Regions from separate parts of the Hordeum vulgare genome. Here all the other regions are linked to region 2. The links are chromatin contacts, called in public Hi-C maps. All regions are on one chromosome and are shown on one strand. The core of a region is the stretch at or near the end of the contact, and the rest is flanking DNA. Distances in the headings are between cores, read along the strand shown. Region 1 holds the start of LOC123451143 (zinc finger protein 1-like). Region 2 holds the start of LOC123447791 (serine/threonine-protein kinase SAPK10). Region 3 holds the start of LOC123447785 (BTB/POZ domain-containing protein NPY4-like).

Region 1 (4,182 bases), core at 234-2,733, 740 kb after region 2:
TTCCCAATCAATGTGCTACTCCCAAGTTATGCGTTCTTTAGGTACTTCCGTACTTGCGGTGCATACGAGTCCTAGTTCGATTTGTACCTTTTACCGATCACGCGTGGTACACACCAACTAGACAAGCACGGACAAAAGAAAGAAAAAACATCACCTACCGACCTAACGATTTCCGGGATGATATACGACTAGCCTGATGACAGATGTACATACGAGTCGAGTTCAGATTGGGCGACCCGGTTTGAACAGCTACAACTCGTTGCCGTGTTTTTCTTCTTCTTTTAATTTCTTCATTCACAAAAACTCGCCGTGTTAGTTTGATCCCATGGAGAAGCGTTTCGCGTGGAGAGGTCTAACACGAGAAAGGGCGAGCCTGCTGACAGGTGTACACCTTTTCTGTGGATCTCCATGGCGGCTGCCTTTCCTGTGCAGCTCCACCCACGCACAGCACGAAGCCGTCGAACGGGACACGGTCGCCCTGTGAGTGCCCGCCGCCTCCCAAGAGAGATATATCCGGCCAGAGCGCTCGCTTCCACGCGGCAGCTCCACGCACGCACAGCACGAAGCCGTCGACCACGAACCAGCATGCTACGACGTACTCCACTCACTAGCTTGTCACTCACTCCCCAAATGGCCGACCCTAATTAGCGATTTCTCTACTCGTGTCGTGTCATCTTCAGCCCAATAAAATCCGGGAGCTCGTTTCCTCCACGACGGACGGCGTGTTGTCAGAAAAGGGAAATGTGCCGGCTCCTACAGCCGCGTTGTGGCGAGAAGATGTTCCTTCAGTTCACGGCTGTGAAGTACTACTACCTAGCTTGACAGCGCACCTGGCGTTATCGGTGAACTGATGAGAAAGGCTGTTCGATCTTAGGCTCTTAGCGCTGCTGAGACTGTCCGCGGCAGAAAAGAGTTGTTAACCATCCATTTCTCAGAGCGATCGTGATCGAACGCAGCACGACACTTGTTTAAAGCTGAGGCACATCGTGGCCCAACGCACCAGATGCCTCCTCCTCTCACCCCGTGACATCACGGCGTAATCAACCATCCATTTGGCGCGCCGCCCCGGCCCGCTTCCATCACCGTTAGTCAATAATTGATCCAAAGTTCCATTTTGCGAAGAAAAGAAAACATCCTCTTGCATGCTCTTCTTCTTCACTGACCGTGAATCTTATCAAGTTTGCCTTTCCACGACTAGACAGAGAACAAGTCCCCTCTCATTTACTCTTCTTCCTCTTCGGTGACCGTAGAGTAATGCTACATCTATAAAAGTTTATTTAAAGATTTTAAGTACAAACTGGTGCGTAGGATTATGATGGATAATTAAAGATGAGGGGCCCATCCCACTGAAAATCAGGAGAAAAGAAAAATTAGTTTGGAAGGTTAAGTAAACATTTGTAAGTATTGGTAGGTCTATCATTATTGATGACCGTGAATCTTATGAAGTTCTGGAGACCCCCCCCCCCCCCACCCCCACAAAAGTCCAAAACAGCCCGATCATCGTCCCTACCCATTGTTTTTCCACCACTTGGAAGCCTCCTCGTCCCTGCTTTCTAGTTGACCAAATGCTGCCGCAACTCTTCATCTTCCTCCCATTGCTTAGTCCCAAAGAACCAACCACCACTCACTTGGTCTCTCCCTAACACACTGTCACACTGACACACACACACACACACACACACCAGCAAACCACTGCATCACCACCAACGACTTGCCTACCACTACTCGCTCACCTCTCTCCCTTGTATAAAACCACCACCGGTTGCCCCGCCATCTCCACCCAGTCACCACTGCTCCATCACACTGCCCACCGCTCTTCGTTCGTGCGCGAGAGAATAAGCAAGCGAGGCACGTTCTTGCGCGCGTTGGATCGGCGTGCGTGCGTGCATGGCGGTGGACGCGGTTCGCGACGCGGCGGCGGCGATGCCGTCGCCGGCGGTGAGCGAGGAGGAGGAGGAGCTGCGGTGCGCCGAGGGGTGGGGCAAGCGGAAGCGCCCGAGGCGGCAGCAGCAGCGGGCGCCCAGCGAGGAGGAGCACCTCGCGCTCAGCCTCCTCATGCTGGCGCGCGGCCACCGCGACCAGCAGATACTCCGGCCGTCCTCGCCGGCGCAGGAGCACCGCTGCTCCGTGTGCGGCAAGGCGTTCCCGTCCTACCAGGCCCTGGGCGGGCACAAGGCGAGCCACCGCCCGAAGCCGGCGCCCGTCGCCGCGGACGAGCCCGCTGCCACGACGGCGGCCTCGCCCGCCGCGTCCTCCTCAACGACGTCCAGCGGCGCGGGTGGCAAGGTGCACGAGTGCTCCGTGTGCAACAAGACCTTCCCGACCGGGCAGGCGCTGGGCGGGCACAAGCGGCGCCACTACGAGGGCCCCATCGGCGGCGGCGGGGCCACCGCGGTCGCGAGCCGACGGTTCGACCTCAACCTGCCGGCGCTGCCGGACATCGTCGTCGTCACCGAGCGCGAGCGGTGCGTGCCGGTGCCGGCCGATGAGGAGGAGGTCCTCAGCCCGCTGGCATTCAAGAAGCCGAGGCTGATGATCCCGGCGTAGCTAAATCATCAAAGAAATTTTCAATCATCAACCAGTTGGTGTGTATTCTTTTGGATTGCTTATGCTCGGCCGGTTGGTGATACGTACACCCGTTAACACGTACCTAGCCAGCCAGTGGAGCGTAGAGGTCGATCGATGGAGCTGGCCATCGATTGGTGTACGTAGTACATATATATCTAATTTCTATATTTTCCATATAGTACGTACGTACTGTATCTCAGTAGAACGGTTCTTTCATTGATTAATTAATTTGTTTGGTGTGAGTATCATGATTGAGCAAAATTGACATGGTATACGGAGAGTACAACCAATTCTCGACGTATACCAAGACTAGTACTAATACTAGTAGTTGGGTAAAGACCGACTGACGGACTGACCAGCAATGAAATGTGCAGTTGCTTGGCGTGTCGGGCACTCTCGTCGTGTGTGCGCCGGTAGACGCTACTGGTAGCTTTGTCAAACTACTAGTACTAGTCCGAACTTCCGAATTCAATCTTAGCCATCAAAATACCTCGATCAACCGACAAGTATGTGCTGCTACTGGAAGTAACACTAGTTGTCAGTCTCTGGAATCGATCGTTGGCCGGCCGTCGGCACGGTGAACAGGTGAAGGATATGAACGCGGCGTGCGCGGACCGGCCGGGGAAATGAGCTGGTCACGAAGTGGCAGTTGAGCGACCACACACGTACCGGGCGCGCGGCAGGTGCAAGGGGAATGTCGATGGAAGGTACGGAAGCCAGAACTGTTTCCACTGAAAAAGATACGGGAAATAAACAGCCCGACGGTGCTTGCCGTGATCAGGCAAAAATGCTACAACTTCTTACAGGAGTTTTACGGACTGGTCTTTCTCCTCACTAATCTCCTTCCCTGATTTTTGGGATGGGGCCCGCTTCATCTTGATCACCTATCAATACATTCCACCTTAGCTCAGTCCGTAAAACTCATGTAGAACTCCTGTACGTGTAGAATTGCTCGTGATCGGGGGGCCGGCCATGCTATGCATGGCATGCCTGCACTTTTAGAATTTTTTTAAAACTATTACGTATTTTATAATAAATTCGAAAAGCATATGTATTTTTTAAAAAGTCAAAACTAGCATCCCGTCACCCTCTGGTGGGCCGATGGGTGACCTGTCGGCCTGTGAGAGACCGAAGTGGTCCTCTCGGTCTACGGGTGGCTGAAGAGCCACCTGTCGGCCTGCGGTTGGCCGGAGAGGGTCCATCGGTCTCCAAGAGGCCGAAGAATGCCAGGGACACAAAACGTGATAAAGATGATCTTAAATAAAAAAGTTATCAACATGAAAAATCTTCGTCTCGTCGAAACGGTTGATTTTGATATAAAGTTCGTCCTAATCCGAGGTTGTATGCGACCTGTAGAGCCAAAACAAGATTAGGGACAGAAACTGTAGAGTTACTTCGGACAGACCGAATGGATGTCAGAAAATTTGTCACCGGAAACCCGACGCACTCGGTGAGACAGTGTGGAATACAGAAGAGTACACAAGTTTGGTCACGTTCACTCCATGAGACCGAGTGAACGTGACCAAACTCTCCGAGTGACTGCATAAATCTTGTTGACCCCATTTTAAAATATGCTTCCACCATACATAAATTATGTTGAGATTACATAAATAT
Region 2 (4,403 bases), core at 1,352-3,851:
GGAACTAGAGGAGAGGAAGCAGGCCATTCTGGCATCTAGAAGAGAAGAGGAATTGAGGAGAGCTGAAGAGGTAGCAAGAAAGAAACATGAGGTTGCACAGAAGAAGGCTGAACTAGCAGAGAGAAGAAGATTGGTTGTTGCACAGACAACTGCCAAAAAGAAAGAAGAAGCAGAAATCAACAAGAAAGCTCAAGCTGAGACAAGACAGATTATTCAAGACACAACGTAAACATTAGCTGCTGAGAAGAAGGCAAGGCAAGAAGCAGAGAGGAGAGCTGCTGCTCAAAAAAAGGAGGAAGAAAAGAGAGCACAGAGGGAAGCAGCTGGTGCAAAAAGAGAAGAAGAGAAGAGAATTGCTGCTGCAAAAAGAGAAGAAGAGAAGAAGCTTGCTGCTGCCAGAAAAGAAAAGGAGAAGAAGCTTGCTGCTGCCAGAAAAGAAGAGGAGAAGAAGCTTGTTGCTTCAAAGAGAGAGGCTGACAAGAGGCTTGCTGCAGCACAGGAGAAGATGAAGGCTGCTGCAAAAAAAAGCAAGGGAGCAAAGCATGGCTGCTGCAAAAAGGAAACAAAGCTGGGTTGACAATGAAGCTGCCTATCCAAAGAAGGCTCCAAGATCTTCAATGTTTGATGTCTTTAGATAGTATCATGCATAGTGACTGCAATATTCTCCTGTAAGAAACATGGCTATTTTCTTTTGTATGTGGATGATGGGCAAGACTTATTTGGTTGTGACAACAAGTTTTCATGCATCATATTTGGTCAGTTTGGCATATTTGTCAAGTTTGGAAAAGACTTACTTCTTATTTGGTCAGTTTGGTCCTATTTGTAGACAACACTGCCTTACATTGTAATATACCCTTTCAATAAGCATAACATGACACCATTTGGAGGAACTTTGTACACAAAACAAGTAATCACATATTAAGAAGGAATGACATAAGAACATCATATTGATCAAATATAACATAGGGTTCAGCATAGCAATGTCACTTCCACCATTACATGACACCATAACATGACACCATTACATGAAACAAACTACATGACACCAAACTAGGACTGCCATCACTACTAACATCACTGCAGTCTCCCAAAATGAACCGGGCATCACCAATGCAGCTAATCTTCAGTTCTTCACCATGTATAGCACCAATGCACCAACACCTAACATCAGCACAACAGCAAGCAGGATCTTCATGAGCATCACTAGCTCTCTCCCAAGCTTCATCAGTGCAGCAACTTGCTGCCTGGTCATGACATTGCCATTCTCTCTCTTCACAAACTTCTTAGACATGCTTGTTGATCCATTCATGTAATGAAGCTCTTGTGCATTCAGAAGTTGCTCCCTGTGTTCCTCAGCCGCACCAATAGCATCCACAGCTGCATCGCCAACCAGATAGTGATTGTCAACCAGGTACTGCACGTACTCCAATTCCCAACGCCAGAACTCACAACTCACCTATCCCAAAAATACATGCCAAGGTAAAAAAAAAGTTCAATCTTTCCATCCAAAACGGAATAGAATCCATGGACAGGACATAAATCGAAGAGATAAATCCATGAAAACACTAACCCCATGATTTTGGCACTTGTAGAAGACCCATCCCATCGTGCTTCTCAGTGGTGGAAACAAACATGCGCACTTTCTCCTTGTAGCCTGCGCAGCAGATCAGCGGCAGCGCCAACGCCCGGCGGCGGACAGCAGAGGAGGACGAGCTCGTGAGAGACATGACCGCCAGAGCTTGCGGGGACAGCGCCAGAGCGTCGGTGGTGGCCGAGCAGAGCGACGGAGGCGGAGCAGAGCGACGGAGGGTTAGGGATTTGAGGGGGACGCTGCGGGTTAGGGATTTGAGGGATTGGGGATTTTGGTTCTTTTAAAAAAAACCCCTTCATGAATCGTTGGCCGAATGAGAGACCACTACGTGGCGGTCAACAATAGGTCAAACTAGGGCTGTACGCACCGCATACGTGCTACAGTGATCATATATTCACGTCCCATCGTATTCAATAACCGTAACGAGCGTATTCCAATGTTCAGTGATCGTATCATGCTTTCGTTCCAAATACAATGACCATGAGTGTATTTATCTCAATCATCAGCTACCCCGCCTACCGCGAGTCAGCCGATCAACTCGACGACCGCCGGTGCCGAAACGAGAGCACGCCCACAGCGTCAAATCAATCGCAGCCGTCCACGCACGCAACGGGTCACCCGACCACCATCCGATCCGCACGGAGCGGCGGGCTCAGCTCAACTCACCGACCCGAAGTTGAGGCGTCACCCGTGCGCTCCACGCGGTACGCCTTCCAGCCACCCCTCCAGATATTTCCAGCCCCGCCACCACCCTACGCCTACGCCACCGTCCTACCACAGACGCCGACACCCGGGCCCCACCCGTACCTCACCGCGCCGGGTCTGCACGTCATTGACCGGCGCTGCTTACGTGCACGCACACCACCGGCGCCGGCCTCCCGTGACAAGCCCGACGCGCGGGGCCCGGTGCTGCTGGGCCAGGACAGAGGACGCGACACGTCACGCTCCCCCCGTCTTCTCTTCCCCACCGGACTGGATCCTTCGCGCGCCTAGCGAAGCAGACCGGGGAGAGAAACATTAAAGTAAAACGGAGACACGGAGGAGAAGAAGCCACAGAGAGAGGGGCGATTTTATTAAGGAAATAAAGTCTGCCGGCACGGCGTGGGCGCGGGGCGAAAAGCGCGAGGCGATAGTGAGTGAGAGAGGGAGAGGGAGAGATCACGAGGCGGGGCTTCTCCTCCGCCCAATCCGTTCCACCACCCTCCCCCCCTCTGGAGCTGGAGCTGGAGCTCATCATCAGCTAATTAAACTAAAGGCAGCAGGCCAAGGCTTCTTTCTCTCTTGGATCGCGGGGTCACGGGAGGCGCGCGCGCGGGAGCTTGCTTGCTCGCTCGATCGACCGACCTCGCGGCGGTGGGGGAAGGGAAGGGAAGGGGAAGGGGGATGGACCGGGCGGCGCTGACGGTGGGGCCGGGGATGGACATGCCCATAATGCACGACGGCGACCGGTACGAGCTCGTCAAGGACATCGGCTCCGGCAACTTCGGCGTCGCGCGCCTCATGCGCAACCGCGCCGACGGCCAGCTCGTCGCCGTCAAGTACATCGAGCGCGGGGAGAAGGTACTTGCTTCCTCCTACTAGCTACTTCTCCACCTCCCTGCACGTACGGGGCGGAACGGCACGCCAGGGCTCAAGCGCGTGTTTGCAGATTGACGAGAACGTGCAGCGGGAGATCATCAACCACCGGTCGCTGCGCCACCCCAACATCATCCGCTTCAAGGAGGTCATCCTCACGCCCACGCACCTCGCCATCGTCATGGAGTACGCCTCCGGCGGGGAGCTCTTCGAGCGCATCTGCAACGCCGGCAGGTTCAGCGAGGACGAGGTTCGCCGTTTCCGCGTACGTGGGCTCAACTGCCACCGAATCACTGTGCTAGCCAGTACTAACCGCCCAAGCCTCTGACTTTTCAGGCGCGTTTCTTTTTCCAGCAGCTGCTCTCAGGGGTCAGCTACTGCCACTCCATGGTACGCTTTCCTCTTCGGGCGATTGCACAGTTAGTCAGTTACAGTTACGGCAGCTGCTAAATTGGTCTCGTCTCTTGTTAAGCAAGTATGCCATCGTGACCTGAAGCTGGAGAACACCCTGCTGGACGGGAGCACGGCTCCCCGCCTCAAGATATGCGACTTTGGATATTCCAAGGTACCTCCTACATACGTACTAAAACAAGATGCTACCTGCTTCACTGTCGCAGGCTTGCAGTTTTCAGAAATCAACATGTTTGCTCTGTTCACATGCCAAATTGGGGGTTATCCTCTGCTTGTGATTATAGTTTTGTGTCCTAGTGTATCGACCTGTTACTCTGCTCATTGCTGGTCTGCGTACTTGCAGTCGTCGGTTCTTCACTCGCAGCCTAAATCAACCGTCGGAACCCCCGCATACATTGCTCCTGAGGTTCTTCTCAAGAAGGAATATGATGGAAAGGTATGCATTTTTTTAACGGCAAAGGGTGGATTTTAATGACTTGAAATGAAGCACACGCACCCGGCCTCTGCATAGCTAGGATGCACACGGCCAAATTAGGGCTCCAATGCTAATACTACTTCTCATGATATCTTGATCCTGTTGTTCTGTCTAATGTTCCTGCGTATTTTTCTCCACTTGGGCAACTATGTTTGCATGCGAAGCATTTCCATTCGTGAGATGCATGATGTATAATCCCATGGTACTGCTAGACTCTGCGATGTATCGTCTCAAGTTACCTAGCACTAATCCTTTGTTCCTCGATGAAATGAAGATTGCGGATGTGTGGTCGTGTGGAGTGACGCTTTATGTTATGCTAGTTGGTGCATATCCCTTTGAGGACCCGGATGA
Region 3 (4,473 bases), core at 992-3,491, 990 kb after region 2:
GAGTAGTTTACCATAGACCTACGAGTCCATAGCAGTACCTAGATGGCATCATCTCTCTCTTTGATCTTCAATACAATGATCATCGCATCTTCGCTTTGATCCATATGATGTAACTCTTTTGTCTTAGAACATCTGCAATCGTATGCCCCATATCTTCCACAAACGCCCAGACGGCCCGCTCGGTCACTACCGAGATAGAATTTTCCCACCAAAACTGACCTGGCAAACGCTTTCCAAACACCCAATATGATCCTCATCCCCATACCCAACCCATATATGGGACAGATATGGGGACACTCGGACGCGTTCGGCATGTCGGATTCGACCCACTATGGACCACCCTGACTCCACATGTATTTGTCCCTAACCACATCCTAGACCAAACCCCAGTCACTCTACTTCGCCCCAAGCTCATGTCCGATGATCTTTGGCCTTCTCTGGCATGGTGGGCAATGGATCTAACTCTGAGATTTGCCGATCTGTGAACCTATACCTTGGCCCATGCAGGGACGAGTAGGAGTTGGTCATCCAGCTTGCACTTCGCTGGTCTTAGGAGGAAATCCCAGCTCCACATTTGTTGTCGCTCCGCCATGAATCCATTCCATCTGTGCAAATGGCGTTTGGATCTAGCGGTGCCGGTGACTCTTGGCGCATGATCATGACCTTATTGGACGCATGACCATTTGTCGGCGCCGCAACCTTTGCGGGGTGCCTCATCCTCGCTGCTTCGGGCACTGAGTCGCAGGTCAATGTTGAAAATCATCACAACCCGACCACTACGGAGGATCATCGTGCCCGTCGTATGAGTAAAAAGGCGCAACAACACGCGTCATCCCTCGAGACCGAGGCCGCGAAGGCAGAGTCACATACTACCTTGGACAGGAATGAGGAATTCCTCAGTGCACGTATCCTCGTGAAGCGGCAAAGGAGGGCGGTGCACATCCTCGCAATGAAGTATATATGAGTGATCGGTGCCATGGTGGGAATGCCCCTTCCCCAAGAGGACAAGGAGGAGGGATGTGAAGGATCTGACAACTCTGGTAATGTGCAGATCCGCCTCAATCCATTGTGCGCCTTCGATCGCTACTTCTACAACGAAGACGACAGGGGCAAGGGTGGCCATGAATGAACTTCCTCCATTTTTGTATCATTTGTAGTTAGTAGATGATGGCATGAAAGACACACATGGTAATGTATCACCTTCGTGTAAGTATCCCAATAGTAATTGTCCCAACAAAGAGTGGAGGATAGTATTTATGAGTAACGTTGATGTCACGCACAAGTTGTCATAGCTCTTATATGAAGTAACTGTTTGTGATTCCGTAGAAGTTGTTAGGGTTCCAAGAGTCAAACCAGAATAACCAATGAATCTTACCACTCACCTGCATCTCCCATGCCTAGGGAAAATTACTCACAAATCGAGAGAGAATAACCAATCATCCTAGAGAATAAACTCATGAAAAGCGCATCGATAATACCATGGAGATCCAAAATAAGATGAATCGTTAAACAAGTCTAAGTCTCCAGATCAGTATGAAAAGAGTTTACACTTCGATCTTACAACTTGAAATTCCTCTTAGAATAATGAAGGTGAAATGAATATGGAGATGGAAGAACAAAACTAGAAGGATCCCTGATGGTTCTTCTTCTCCGGATCTCTTCTCTCTCTATTCTCGATGATGTGGCGACGGCTAGGTTTCCTTTCATATGTGCTTTTTACTATAAAATAATGAAAAGACAGGGTTTCTTCTCTCTCGAAGGATCAATGTTCGAAATAACCGAGAAATAACGAAAACCCGATGAAAACCAAATGAAAATTGCTTGTAAATAATCATTATTTCTTGAACCATTAGAAGAACATGTCAATTTTTGGCAGTTGTGTACTACTACGTGTGTAGGTTTAATGTTGTATGACAAAAGTGAGTTTAAGTATTTGGTTTGAGAGACATGTATGTGGACGCGGACTTCTATAGCGTGACCGAGTACCGATTCCCAGACTTATAGAGACCTGGATTTGCCCAGTCTAGTTGGAGACAGTCTTACTCCCTTGAAATGAGCAACACTCCCCCAGCACACAAAATAAGGCTACATAAAAAGTCATCAAAACAAAAAGGACAAGGAGAAAAAACAGGAATATAAACACAGGGGCCAGCAAGTACTAGGGGGAGAAAGGGAGGGGCCGGCAAGGGAACATCTAGAGGGGCAGAACAGTCCATCCGCACAGCCCATGAACTAGGCTTTGCCACCCCACCCCGGCACCCCCACCAGTGTTTCCCAAGATAAAAAACCAAATCCATTAGAGCAGCAACATCAGAAGCAGAGCAGCAAGCTCGGAGGCCTCCCAAGCTCTCAGCTCGCTCCGCAAGAAAAGACACTACCACCAGCGGCGGCAGATCGGCGCCAAGAAACATAAGCCTTGCGGTTGATCGCAACCGCCCACCTCACAACTTCTGTAAGGTAATTACAAGCCCCTACCAGTTCTTCTTTCCCCCCTTCCAACAAGGTTTGGATTTTCTTTTCCTCTCCCTATCGTGAGTTGAGCAAGCTCGACGACGCTGCGCCATTTTCCCGTCCAATAGTAAGATGAGATGGTGTATTATTGGAGCGCTTATTTCTCCGTTACTCCGATAGGTTGGAGGAGTGTATCTAGTAGTGGTGGTGGTGGTTCGGTAGGAATGTTTCTTGGTGTTGGTTTGGTCGTTTCCCCTGTCCTAAAAAGCTGCCTTTTCTTCTGCGCTTTTCTGTTGGTTTCTGCCAACCAAGGCCGTTTCTTTCCATCCCCTCCCCTCCCCTCCCCTTCCCTCTGATGAGAAGAACAAGAAGAGGCTGCGTATATCCTCCTCTCTGGGTTCACTGTCTAGGGCCTTCAAGATCGGACGGAGCCACATCCTCTTCCCCTCTCCGCCGCCAGGCGTCTCCGCCCAACAAAGATCTTCGTCGCCCTTCGCCGACTGATTTCTTTTGCGGGTGACGGATCCCTAACTCGTTTGGGTTGATTTATTTGATGCCAGCGATCTAATCCATGCGTTTAGTCTCTCCAATCCGCCCATTATGTCTGTCGCGGATTTATTTGCAGACTGTTTTCTAAAAGGTTTTTCTAAGGGTTCTGTTGATCATCATTTCCCTTTGTTAGGCACCACTGAACTGAACTTCGTTCCTTGTTAACTGAAAGTAAATCATAAATTTCTTCCTTTTTCTCTTCCTTTTCTGTAGCACGAGATAGAGTGCACTTTTTGTTGAGATATGTGCCATTTATTTGTAAATCCCGGTATTACAGTTTTTGTGGTCAGAGTTTATAATCCCATGTCCCATTTTTATATATTTTGGATTTATTGTAAGGTCTTTCCTCCTTGTGCTAAAATTACCTAGAAAAAATTGACCATGTCAACTTCTTTATGCGCATTTCGATCTTGTTGCCAACCAAGAGGAGAAGAAACCCCCTCCAAACCAGTGGTCTACGGATTGCAATTCAATAATCACTGTTTGACTGCCTACATGTGCCACACCCTTAAATTATTCTCATCTTGCAACCTGTCTGTGCCATCCATGTTGCTTGCTTGTGATTTTAACCAAGATAAGATTCCTCCCATCACTGGTGCTTGTTCCCATGGTCTCCCAACATTGCATCACCGATTATTCCCGCTGTCCCCTCACCCCAAGATGCTGCCCTTGTGCTCTGCAGGCGCTGCCGCTCCCTCTCCGTGTGCGATCCAGCTTGGACGAGGAGGAGTCCTTGTTGCCGTTGTGCTCTCTTGGACCCAGATCTTGATGCAACTGCCGGCTAGTTTACTGATCTAGAGGGAGCTCTGCTTGGGCTCTTGACCTGATTTGATTTGGTGGGGGCTCTGCCGCGGTTCAAAGGGGGACAGTTGGGCGTGGATCTTTATCACCAGTTGTTAGGCTTGTCCTTTCACATGGCAGTGGCCACCGGTTTGGTGCTTTGTTGATGGGTTAAGTGTTGCGGGTTTGTTGAGGCGTTTCTTCTTGGCTCCCATTCGGTGGTGACTGGTGAGGTGAGGTGGAGGACCAAGGGAAAGGAGAAGAGCCAGAGAGGACGAAAAACGGGGACGAGATTTGCAGGTTGTTTTTCGGCGTCGCACAATGAAGCATATGAAGCTTGGGTCGAAGCCGGATGTCTTCCAGACAGAAGGCAGCAATATCAGGTTAGTTAATTCGTCTCTGTTCTTGGTCAGAGTTTCTTCGCATCCTGTTAACATTTTTACTTTATCTTGTGCTTGGTCTGTATATCGTTGTTCTTCTTCTACTCCAGTTTAGTAGTGCCAGTCCTGTCTGACGACGGCAAGTAATTTTGTGGTTTAAATTGTGAGATCTGTTCAATTAAGAGAGATTTGGCCTTTGTATGCATCTTCGTTCTGCATTTTGCCAGAATCGAGGGGATCTTCTTTTGATTGTTTCTTGAAATGAATTCCAAATAAATGAAGTCGCTAAAGGGGGCCAATCATACTGGTTACT

What was found. A called contact is a pair of places that touch in the nucleus more often than the background predicts.
Region 1: a Hi-C map of seedling shows a contact between it and region 2, with 4 times the contacts expected there. The contact joins the promoter of LOC123451143 here to the promoter of LOC123447791 in region 2. A contact is called at or near these places in 3 of 6 Hi-C or Micro-C datasets (leaf and seedling) and 1 of 1 datasets of contacts at active chromatin or transcription factors (embryo).
Region 3: a contact with region 2 is called in a Hi-C map of seedling, with 1.9 times the contacts expected there. The contact joins the promoter of LOC123447785 here to the promoter of LOC123447791 in region 2. A contact is called at or near these places in 1 of 6 Hi-C or Micro-C datasets (seedling) and 1 of 1 datasets of contacts at active chromatin or transcription factors (embryo).

Annotation. Positions count from the first base shown.
Region 1 is chr4H:41,725,701-41,729,882 of MorexV3_pseudomolecules_assembly, reverse strand. LOC123451143 (zinc finger protein 1-like) reads left to right here and starts at 1,483. Exons shown (of 1, transcript XM_045128150.1): 1 at 1,483-2,811. The coding sequence starts at 1,888. The coding sequence ends at 2,547.
Region 2 is chr4H:42,462,134-42,466,536 of MorexV3_pseudomolecules_assembly, reverse strand. LOC123447791 (serine/threonine-protein kinase SAPK10) reads left to right here and starts at 2,601. Exons shown (of 8, transcript XM_045124465.1): 1 at 2,601-3,151; 2 at 3,240-3,416; 3 at 3,503-3,556; 4 at 3,639-3,731; 5 at 3,921-4,013; 6 at 4,327-4,403. The coding sequence starts at 2,975.
Region 3 is chr4H:41,475,244-41,479,716 of MorexV3_pseudomolecules_assembly, reverse strand. It overlaps LOC123447785 (BTB/POZ domain-containing protein NPY4-like), which reads left to right and starts at 2,241. Exons shown (of 5, transcript XM_045124459.1): 1 at 2,241-2,457; 2 at 3,683-4,163. The coding sequence starts at 4,102.